3 separate regions of the Mus musculus genome follow, and all the other regions are linked to region 1. A link is a contact called in public HiChIP or PLAC-seq data. All regions are on one chromosome and are shown on one strand. Each heading gives the region's core, a stretch centred on a gene start, on an enhancer-like site or on the middle of the called end of the contact. The rest is flanking DNA. Distances are from core to core; before and after follow the strand shown. Region 1 holds the start of Bmp7 (bone morphogenetic protein 7). Region 2 has its middle 21 kb from the start of Pck1. Region 3 has its middle 58 kb from the start of 1700055K11Rik.

Region 1 (3,552 bases), core at 433-2,932:
TCACCCACCACAGCAGGTCCAGGGAGGGGCCTCTCAGGTCTGCACTGGCCAGGGACTCAGTACTGGTGGCATCCAAGGCCTGGGCTAAGACCTGCATGTCTCTTTTAGCCCCTCAGACAGTCACATCACCTAAAATTCCTACCAAGGAGCCCTGAGAGACCTAGGTAGTTATCTCTGTTCCAGGAAGCCTGAAAGACCAGGCTTCCCATCTCACCCTAGGACTTCAAGAGGGACCCCCTACTCAAGGCCCTTCCCCAGCCCCTACTTGCCATTTTACCACCCCTGAAACGCTTGGCTTGTCGCCCACCTTCAGCAAAGCAGGAAGCCTGGCTCACCATCCCCACTCACTCACTGCCATTCTGGGTGAAGGCTGCTTTGCTCCCATTTTTCAGATTAGGAAACGGAGGCTCCAAAGAGCAGCAATCCACTGAGAGACCCAGTATCTGTCTGGGACGTTTCCTCCTGGGAGGAGAGGGAGGCTAGTCCTTTGAGACAGGAAAATGCAGTCGGGAGCTCTTCTGAACTTGGGTACCAACTGCCTACTCCTCAGGCCCTACCTGGGGCTAGGGGTGGGGTTGTTAGACAGTGAGGTACCAAAGGACTCATGTCAGGACCCCGCCCCCCCAAGAGAGGAGGGGGGTGGGAACATTCTCTAGTCCCAGATTTCACTTATGTACTCTGTAGAGCTGCAGCATCTGGGGTTTGAAGGCTTTGGGTTAAAAGATACTTGGGAAGGAAAAGCCGAGAAGTACCTGGGCCCGGATCCCTTGGGTGCTGGACTTGAGGGGAGGTGTGTGTGTGTGTGTGTGTGTGTGCGCGTGTGTGTGTGTGTGTGTGTGTGTATGTGTGTGTGTGTTGGGGGAGTGAAGTGTAGAAAGAACTTTATCTCCACATTATCTCTGCCAGTCCTGGAAGGTTCCCAGAGGAAGTGGCACCCGAGGGGGGAGGGGCAGGGAGAGAACGTTCCCCGAGGAACAAAAGCCAGGATAGCAGAGGGGCAAGCGGTGGGGGTACCGAGGGGGTTTTGCATGACTGGAGCAAATGGAGTGTTGGGGGGGGGGCGGTTCGAAAGATGAGCCAGGTCCAAGAGTGGCCACCTCCGAGGAGCCTTCTCGGATTCCTGCGCTCCCTCCCGGATGCTTTCCTAGCACAGCCCTTAGTTGCTACACTTTGGCCACTTCCAAGTGCGAGTCCCGAGAGAGCTGGGCAGATTGGGATTCTTCTCTCTGGGTCCCTGCGGCGTCTGTCCCAGTGCCGGACACCCGGTGGGCACTCGGTAAATATTTGTAGAGCGCCCTGGGAGGAATGAATGAAGCCATTGGGCCAGGCTTGGGGAGGGCGGGGACAGGCGCAGGTGGGAGGCAGCGGGAGCGGGAGGGGCGGGGAAGTCAGTCCTCCCGCTCCTCCCCCGCTCCCCGGCCCCAGCGCGCCCAACTCCGGGGCTCCCGAGGCGGCGGGCGGGCGATCCGGGCGCGCAGGGCCCTTGTATTGGGCACGCGGGAGATCGGAAAGGGGTTTGTTGCTGGTGCCCGCGGGCCCGAGCGCGATCAGAGCGGGAGGAGGGAGCTAGGGTTCGCTCAGCGCCCAGCTGCCTCTCCGGCACTCGCTCTCCGGACTTGTAGGTCTGCAAGCTGCTGCTCCTCCCACCCCGGCCCGCCTCCTCGCTCTCTTGCTCGCTCTCTGGAGTTGCTGTGCTAGCCTTGCCGTGCGTCCTGGCGAGTGCGGGCCGAGGGGCCCCGGGCCAGAACTGAGTAAAGGACAGGGGCGTCCCGGGCAAAGCGCAGCCGGCCGGGGAGTGGCCATGTGTGGCGAGGCCGCCTTGAAGCTCGCCTGCAGCAAGTGACCTCGGGTCGTGGACCGCTGCCCTGCCCCCTCCGCTGCCACCTGGGGCGGCGCGGGCCCGGTGCCCCGGATCGCGCGTAGAGCCGGCGCGATGCACGTGCGCTCGCTGCGCGCTGCGGCGCCACACAGCTTCGTGGCGCTCTGGGCGCCTCTGTTCTTGCTGCGCTCCGCCCTGGCCGATTTCAGCCTGGACAACGAGGTGCACTCCAGCTTCATCCACCGGCGCCTCCGCAGCCAGGAGCGGCGGGAGATGCAGCGGGAGATCCTGTCCATCTTAGGGTTGCCCCATCGCCCGCGCCCGCACCTCCAGGGAAAGCATAATTCGGCGCCCATGTTCATGTTGGACCTGTACAACGCCATGGCGGTGGAGGAGAGCGGGCCGGACGGACAGGGCTTCTCCTACCCCTACAAGGCCGTCTTCAGTACCCAGGGCCCCCCTTTAGCCAGCCTGCAGGACAGCCACTTCCTCACTGACGCCGACATGGTCATGAGCTTCGTCAACCTAGGTGAGTGGCGGTGGGAGGGGATATATTTCAGACTGGGGCCACTTTGGGACTGGGAGAGGGTCTCTGCTTACAGCCACTGTGGTCCACCTTTCCATTTGCAAAGCATCAGTGCCCGCCAGAGACTCTTCGCCCCGGGGTCTTAGTAGACTTTAAGCTCTGTGCGTCTCGGATAAGTCTTGCTGGCTCGGAGGGTTTGTCCGGGCTATCCGGAGGGTGCACCCCCAGCCCTGAGTCTCTGTCTGCTCCGCCGCGGGTTCATCTCACTCAGGGGCGGGAGGTCCCGGCTCGGCAGCGGCTTAGTTCAAAGCGCCCGGCTGGGTCATGTGAGCTGAACCGGCTTCAGCGGCCCGCGCTACCTGGATTTAAAGGGCCCTTGTGGGCAAAGCTGCCTTCCCGCCTTTCCTCTGCCCCTCTGAGGCCAGCTTGGTTCTGACATCCCGCGCATCCCCTTTTCTTCCCCTCTCTGACCCTACCTGTCCCATTGCGGAGCGCTGGTTTCGGCGTGCGCTCGGAGTGCCGCGGGGCTCCTCGCCTAGCCGCCAGTCGCCCACCTTTGGACTCTCGGCTGGAGCCGGGGAAAGAACGTTGCCATTGCGAGTTTTCTATTTTAAATGTTTAATGATAGGTCCCGGGCGGGCAGAATCCATTTTCAGCGTTTATCACGTGTGGCGCGCAAACCACGGGTTTTGGCGATTGGGTGGCTGGGGACCTCGGAACAGAGGCCGCCATGGAATGGCTGGGGAACCCGTTTCCCTGCTGGAGTTCCAGCCAACCCAGTGAGTGATGCGAGGCTGGGTTGCGGCTGGTCTGAGACAGCTCCCCCTGCAGCTGTGCGCGCACACGTATTCAACTTGCTCAAACTAACCCCCAGCCGTGCGCTGTGGGGCAGATCATCAAATATTTGGCTTTGGTGATAACAAGTCCTGATAGTGCCGTTTCCTGTGTCGCTTTTATTCTGCTTGTGGAAGTTGCTGAGAAAACCCCAGGTCAAGACACCAAACGCACCATGGGCTCCCGCCGTGTCAACTTGGAAATAATGAAGCTTGAAGACCACCCCTCCCTCGCTGGGCACCCGGGGCTCGGAAGGGATCTCCGTGAAGACAGGGTCCCAGTTAATCCTCTCAGCTCTAGATAAAAAGCCCTGGAGCTTCTGGGAGATATTGTCTGGCTCCATTAAAGGTCAAAAATATAAAATAATGACTCA
Region 2 (3,552 bases), core at 555-3,054, 230 kb before region 1:
CTCTGAAACCTTGTAAGCTGGGCTTCCCCTGTGTACAACACAGTCAGTACTCCTGTCTGCCGTGGCTCCACAGAAAGGGCCATTAAACTTCCTGCCCACAGAATCCCGTGGCTTTTCCACCCCTAAGTCTTCCATGTTCCTCCCCTCAAAAAATATATGTGGGGCTGGAGAGATGGTTAAGAGAGCTTGCCGCTCTTGCAGAAGAACTGGGTTCAGTTCTCAGCACCTCTGTGAAAGTTAACAGACATCTTTAACTCCAGTTCTAGAGGATATGGCGCCCTCTTCTGGCTGCCCCATGTACTGCACACACATGGTGCATAAACATACATGTAGGTAATGTGCCCCATGCACATACAAATAAACAAAGCTTCTTTAAAAATTCAGACTAATTACAGCAGTAGCCCCACTTCCTCAGTACCAACTTCTGTCCTGTCCCATTTCCGTTGGTGTGATAAAACGCTCTGACAAAAACCAACTTAGAGGGTAAAGAGCTTTACTTCAGTTTACAAATTCAGTTTGCAGTTCATCACTGTGGGGAAGTCAAGGCAGGAACTTAGAGCAGCTCAGCACACCACACCCATCATTAGGAGCAGGAGAAATGACTTTATGCTTCCTCTCTTGCTTGTTCTCTGCTAGATTTCTCCATTGTCACAAAGCTCAGGACACCAGCCTAGGGGATGGTGCCACCCACAGTGGGATGTGTTTTCCTGCATCAGTTAGCAATCAAGGCAATTCCCCTACATACATTCTCAACCTTATCTAGATAATCTTTTATGAAGACTTCCCAGGTTGTGCCAAGTTGATGGCTAAAACTAACCATCCTAAGTAGCTTAAACCAAATAATCTATTTCACCTCTGAATAATAAAATCCCAGAGGAAGGAAGCTCAGACTCTGCAAGACACCTAAAAATCACTAAAGACCAGATCCCCTCTCCCTTAAGCTCCTCTATACTTAATACAATATTTCTACTTCATAATCCAATGTTGCTGCTGGTGCTCCAGCCATCAAGTCCCCTTCCCAGGTGCCAGGAAAGAGAAGTAGATGTGGAAGAAATTTTTCTGGAAAATAACACACATGACTCCTCCACTTTTGCCTTGCTGGTCACCACTTGGGCACAAGTTCATGTGCTTAGAAGTTAAAGAGTAAGGATTCTACCCCCCCCCCCAAAAGATATGGGCCTGATACATAGTGTGGGCAGCTGGCATCTCTGCCTGCTGCTTGCTGACTGACCAGGACCAGTTTGGAAGTCTTTGGTTCATCAGTGCAGAGGCAGGGGCTGGGTAGGTTCTTCTTCAATAGACAAGAATGCAGTCTGGGTCAGGCCAAGCAAGGCCTGTGGAGAACTCAGAAGGGATGAAGGAACATGGATCATGAAGGTGACCAGCCCAGGCCAGGGGAAGGGGGCTCAGAGGAAGGGACACTTGAGAGGACAGGAGGAGAAGATCCTCCCAGGGACCAGGGAGGGGGAAGCTCACAGTCCCTAGCTCAGTAGGGTGCTCTGAGCCTCCAGGTTCCCACCTATGACCAAGGAGCATTGACTGCACTGTAAGATGTTCTGCAGGTTGCAGATCTAGCTCGCAGGTGGGGCCTCCATAAACAAAACATACAGCCCGGAGACTCTCCCCTCCTTCATACACCCCAACTGAGAGAGACTCCAACGGAGCCTAGGTCTGGGGGCATTTTGGGATTGTCACAGCTGCGGGGGGGAGGGGGAGGCGGCTGTGAATGCCTTATCTTAGAGAACAAACCACCACATCTAACAGAGCCAGAATCTCCAAAGCCTGCCCACACAGCTATGGGGGCGGCGTAGACTCTCCTCGCTCCTCCCACTGGGTCTCAGAACCATCTTTGTCTCCTCCCACTGTATCCTAGGACCCTTCCCTACCCTCCCACTGTATCTCAGGACCCTCCTGTCCCCTCCCAGGAACCTCCTCTCTCCTCCCACTGTATCTCAGGACCCTCCTGTCCCCTCCCAGGAACCTCCTCTCCCCTCCCACTATGCCCCAGGACCCTCCTTGCTCCCTCCCATTCTTTCTAAGAACCCTCCTCTTCCCTCCTACTGTGGCTCAGGAGCCTCCTTGTCCCCTCCTATGGTATCTTAAGACCCTCTTTGTCCCCTCCCACTGGGTGTCAGGACCCTGCTGGTCTCCTCAGAGACCCTGAGCCCATTCCTTGGCTTTGTCTCCGGAATCTAGCTATCTTCTCCTTCACAAACACCCACAGTGACTCAGGCTTTTTGTGAAGTTCGACAAACTAAACTTCTGTGTCCTTATTCAGTGCCAAGCACGTAGCGGCCATCCTCCCCCGAATCCATTACCAGTTAAAGCACAGCTATTATTTTTACAGCCGTGCTCAGAAATGGCTTGCAATCTCTAATTTGCTAAATTGATGTGTATATTGACTAAATAAATATTCGGCACGAAGCCCGCGTCCCCTCCACACTTATTAATCCTCGGGAAATGGAAACACAAGACACGAAATGAGCTTCTGCTCGGAGCTGCAGACAGGAATACATTATGTTGTTTTCCTGAGTGTTCAGGGACTCGCATCGCTGCAGCAGAGACCAGCCAATCAGCAAGCTCCAAGTTTTCCATGACGCACTTGTCTGCCCAGGACGTGCCCAGGTTGCTAAGGCTCTTCTGAAGTTTAGAACAAGAAACTTTTACCTCTTGAGGGGGGGGGGGTGAGGGGGAAACAGCTTTAGAGGGGGTGTTTAGGGGGTTTATGCCTTCAGTGTTTGCAAGAGAAATCAGAACGACTGTCAGGGCCCACAAGAGTCTCTGGCAACAGCCTCTACCCTTCCATGGAGATATTAGCTTCCTTGGCTTGGGGGAGAGAAGGCAGCCCCGTGGGGAAGGGGCCCTGACCTTGGTTGCTAAGCCCCTAGGTTGACAGCTGGTTGCCATGGTGATGCTCATTTGATTCTTTCCTCACTGGGGCAAGGCCCACTGTGAGCTACCACTCTAAGCTGGCTTGTGCCATGGTTTGCAAGGAGCCCAGCGTTGGGAAAGAAGCACTACAAACAGGGAAGTGAGTGGGCCCAGCACTTCCCTTTTGCTCAGCTGGAAGAATGCAGTTCCTCAGGTGTGAACATTGCATCTCACATCCCCTTGACCCAGAGCAGAAGCTTCCTCCCTGGGCAGACTCTGGGCCACTCCAAAGGGGGCATAGGTCCACAGTCTTCCTCTGAGACAGGCCTCTTCCCTGTCCCCAGCTGTGCCCTGGAGCAAGTGCCATACTTTGTTGAGTCTGTTTCTTGATGGCCATGCTTGAGAGTCATGAAGGGATTGCCATGGCAATGCTCCCAGCACCTGACCCATGTAGGTTGGCTGCCACCAAAGTCAAGGGGCAGACATCTGCATTCAGATGAAGTCCAGGCAATAGGAATAGCCAGTGCAAAGGCCCTGAGGACAGCAGCCTAAGATGACAACAGAGAGGCAGACAGTGCTGGTCACACAGTCCTTTGGCTGGTGGGAAGAGGGATTGCACCCCAATGTAGTGACAGGCACAGGAAGCTTGGAGAGGGTCTGTCTGAGTCTCAGCCTTCATAG
Region 3 (3,552 bases), core at 673-3,172, 140 kb after region 1:
TTTCTCCCTTCATCCCCCTCCCCTTCCATATCCTTCCCCTGCCACCATCCCCCTCCCCCTACCACCATCCCCCTTGCCCTGCCATCATCCCCTCCCTCTCCCCTCATCCTCTCCCCCTTCATCCCCCTCCCCCTCCATCCTCTCCCCCTGCCATCATCCCCCTCCCCCTCCCCCTCCCTTCATCCTGCCACTTCCCCTCCTTGATGCTGTGTCAGGGTCTTTCCAACAGGTTGCAACTAAAGATCCAAGAAGCAACTGAAGGGAAGAAGGGTTTATTGTGGCCCCCGGCTTGAGGGCCACAGTCCACTGCGACACGAAAGGCATGGCGACAGAAATAAGAAGCTCCTCATCACAGCGCATCTGTAGCCACGAAACAGAGGGACAAGAACGGAGGCCATAAAACTTCAAAGTCACTCCAGCCACCTTCTTCCTCCAGTGAGGCTCCACTTCCTCCCCCCAAAAGTAGTATCACCATCTGGGGACCAAGAATTGAAACATATGAGCCTATGGGGTGGGGGTGGGGGGCGTTCAAGTCCAATTGTGACAAGCACTCAGCAGCCTCCCCCCCCCCCCCCCGTCTGCTCTGAGCCCAGCTTCCTGTGCCTTGCAGCCACGTTCCTCCTTTCAGAACTACTCAGAGCACCTTCTGAGGGCAGCAGCATCTAAAGAAATTTCCCCAGAGCCTACGAGATGGCCTGGTAGATAAATGAGCATCGCGCTCATAGGCTTTATATTTGAATGCTCAGTCACTGGGGAGTGGAACTGTTTGGGAAGGACTATGGGGAGTGGCCTAGTTAGAGGAGGTGTGTCACTTGGGGTGGGCTAACAGAAACTCATCCCTCCCCCGCCCTAGAGATCAGAATGTAGGAGCTCAGCTACTGTTCCGGCACCATGTCTGCCCGCCTACCTGTCTGACTGTGTGCCTGCCTGTCTGCCTGCCTGCCTGCTTGCCTGTATATCTGCCTGCCTGTGTGCCTGCCTGTCTGCCTGTCTGCCTGTCTGCCTGTCTGTCGTCTGCCTGCCTGCCTGTGTGCCTGCCTGTGTGCCTGTGTGCCTGCCTGCCTGCCTGCCTGCCTGCTTGTCTACCTGCCTGCCTGCCTGCCTGCCTGTCTGCCTGTCTGCCTGTCTGCCTGTCTGTCTGTCTGTCTGTCTGCCTGCCTGCCTGCCTGCCTGCCTGCCTGCCTGCCTGTCTGCCTGCCTGCCTGCCTGTCTGCCTGCCTGTCTGTCTGTCTGCCTGCCTGTCGTCTGCCTGCCTGCCTGCCTGCCTGCCTGCCTGACTGCCTGCCTGCCTGTCTGTCTGCCTGCCTGCCTGCCTGCCTGTCTGCCTGGCTCTACACTGTGATAATACTGGACGCACCCTCTAAAGCTATAAGAAAACTCTCAATAAATGCTTTCTTTGGTAAGTTGAGTTTGTCATGGTGTCCCTTCACAGCACTAGAACAGAGACTAAGACAAGAAGCTTTGATGACCTGAGTTGGTTCCTGAGACCCAGCTGGTAGAGACAAGAACTGACTGCCTCAAGTTGTCCTCTGACCTTCATGTGTATGCACGAGACATACACACTCATACACGTGTATGCATGAGAAGGCATGCACTCAAATGCATGTGTATTTTATGTATACACACAAAATAAATAAAAATGTAAAAGGAAATTTCTCTTTAACAAACCTAATCCCACCTAAACAGCAAGAAGGAAGCCTGCAGGAAGCTGGCTAGTGACTGGGCTCTTTCCTCTGCCACTCTGAGTGACAGGTCTTGGGTTCTCTTTTGTGGTCTCTGAACACTTATGGAGTTCCACGGAGCTTAGATTCCAGCTTGACCTCTGTGATCCACAGGCAGATACACTCCAGTTTTACCAGTCCTGCCCACTGGCTGACAGTTCTGGAACCCTGTGTCTCTGCAGCGGCCTCAGTCTCTGCAGGCAGGGGCCTCCTAGCACATTTGGTTTTAATTCCCTGAACTCTTAAGTGCATTTGGTTGTCCCGATGTCCTGAGGAGATAAAAATCACACACATGTGAACTGAAAGTTGAGTGAGCCTGGGAAAGCGGGGGTGGGGGGGGTGGGGGGTGGGGGGAGGGAGAGGGAAAAGGGGAGGGAGAGGGAGGGGGGGAGGGGGAGGGGAGAAAGGGATTGTTAGAACACCCCCCTAAATTCCCCAGAATGCACAGTTCACCTTTGGCGAATGTGAGGGAGCTGGGGACTGTATGTGTGACAGAGTCCTTTCCTGAGCCCATAAGAGAGGAGAGTGAATGGCAGAGGCCACCCAGATGGGGAGCATGGGAAGGGGTGATTCTTCTGAACCCAAGATGTAGGAAAGGGGTCCAAAGGCTGTAAGTGTTTTCAGAGAACCAGGGAAAGGAATTTCACTCACAGACAGGCATACAGACATACATACACAGGCATACACACAGACACAGACACACACACAATCTTATACACAGACACACAGTCACACATATACACAGATACAGAGACAGACACACACACAAGCACATACACAGACATACAAACAGGCACATATACAGATACACACAAGCACATACGCACACAGTCAGACACATACACAGAAAGACAGATACACCCACACAAGCACAGACGGACACACAGACAGACACATACACAGCCACACAGACACAAACACGCCACACAGACTCCAACAAAACCCTTATATCAATGCACAGAGAATGCGACCAGATACCTAGGCTCTACAAATAAAGTCAGTCTCTTGCATTTTTTGAGTGAAGTCCAGTTTTTAAATGTCAGGACACCATCAGGGACCGGCTCAGTGCACAGGCTGGCCTGGAGGGGCTGTGAGCTGCAGCTTCCCAGCTCCACGCAGCAGCTTTCAATTACTCAAATTTACACCTCACTTGGGAATGTGTACGTGTTTATGTGCTCTGTGTGTGTGTGTGTGTGTGTGTGTGTGTGTGTGTGTGTGTGTGCATGTCTGTCCTTATTAGTAGCCGCAGCTGGGACGTCCTACCACAGAAGCCACACAGGAGGAATCCCGTCATTCTTCTGTCCTACCTGGCAGCCTGAGCTACAGTCCCCGTCCCCAAGCCTCGGCCTCTCTGGTCAGATTGGGCTGTCACGACCTGCCCAAGAACTGTGCTAAACCCCAGAAAGACCAGGTGTTTCAGACCCAGGCGTGGCACTGGGCAGAAACTCACCAGTCTTCTGTCCCAGGTCCCAGGCCAGTCTACCTCCATATGAAGCATATGGTGAGATCTCCCTTAAGGGAGTTCTGGGATGTTTCTCGGCCCCTCAGCCCAACCCAGGCTCCCCCATGGCTGTCCTTTGACATCTATTCCTATGTTTTCTTTGTTTTCTATCAACTCCAGCTCTTGTATGCACCCTGCACATGCTAGGTGCTAATCCAACAATGGCTGAATACACGATCCCCTCTCTCCCCGCTGTCTGTGGACGATCCAGAGATAGTGGAGGGTCGAGCAGGCAGAGAACCAGCTATACTCCTAAGGCACCTCCTCAGACCCCAACCTTGAGATGCAATAAAGACACTGACGGGCAGTTATGTGAACTTGTGCATCTGG

What was found. HiChIP or PLAC-seq counts read pairs in DNA pulled down with a chosen protein or histone mark.
Region 2: a contact with region 1 is called in an H3K4me3 HiChIP or PLAC-seq map of the SCID.adh cell line, with 9 read pairs. The contact joins the enhancer-like site here to the promoter of Bmp7 in region 1. A contact is called at or near these places in 1 of 39 promoter capture datasets (pre-B cells), 1 of 484 Hi-C or Micro-C datasets (nephron progenitors) and 2 of 115 datasets of contacts at active chromatin or transcription factors (the SCID.adh cell line and astrocytes).
Region 3: a contact with region 1 is called in an H3K4me3 HiChIP or PLAC-seq map of craniofacial prominence, with 2.2 times the contacts expected there. The contact joins the enhancer-like site here to the promoter of Bmp7 in region 1. A contact is called at or near these places in 5 of 39 promoter capture datasets (cranial neural crest, embryonic stem cells and frontonasal cranial neural crest) and 3 of 115 datasets of contacts at active chromatin or transcription factors (craniofacial prominence and embryonic stem cells).

What each region holds. Positions count from the first base shown.
Region 1 is chr2:172,938,451-172,942,002 of GRCm38.p6, reverse strand. It overlaps Bmp7 (bone morphogenetic protein 7), which reads left to right and starts at 1,682. Exons shown (of 7, transcript NM_007557.3): 1 at 1,682-2,348. The coding sequence starts at 1,934. Gm40010 (a long non-coding RNA gene) reads left to right here and starts at 2,358. Exons shown (of 3, transcript XR_867069.2): 1 at 2,358-3,552.
Region 2 is chr2:173,172,628-173,176,179 of GRCm38.p6, reverse strand. No RefSeq gene overlaps it. Among named protein-coding and RNA genes, the nearest start is that of Pck1, 21 kb to the right of the region's middle. Within about 2 kb of position 1,804, at least 185 of the 459 cell types and tissues checked have an H3K27ac peak or open chromatin away from gene starts, as enhancers often do. A contact at or near this core is called in the SCID.adh cell line, astrocytes and nephron progenitors, where this site is marked.
Region 3 is chr2:172,800,326-172,803,877 of GRCm38.p6, reverse strand. No RefSeq gene overlaps it. Among named protein-coding and RNA genes, the nearest start is that of 1700055K11Rik, 58 kb to the left of the region's middle. Within about 2 kb of position 1,922, at least 10 of the 459 cell types and tissues checked have an H3K27ac peak or open chromatin away from gene starts, as enhancers often do.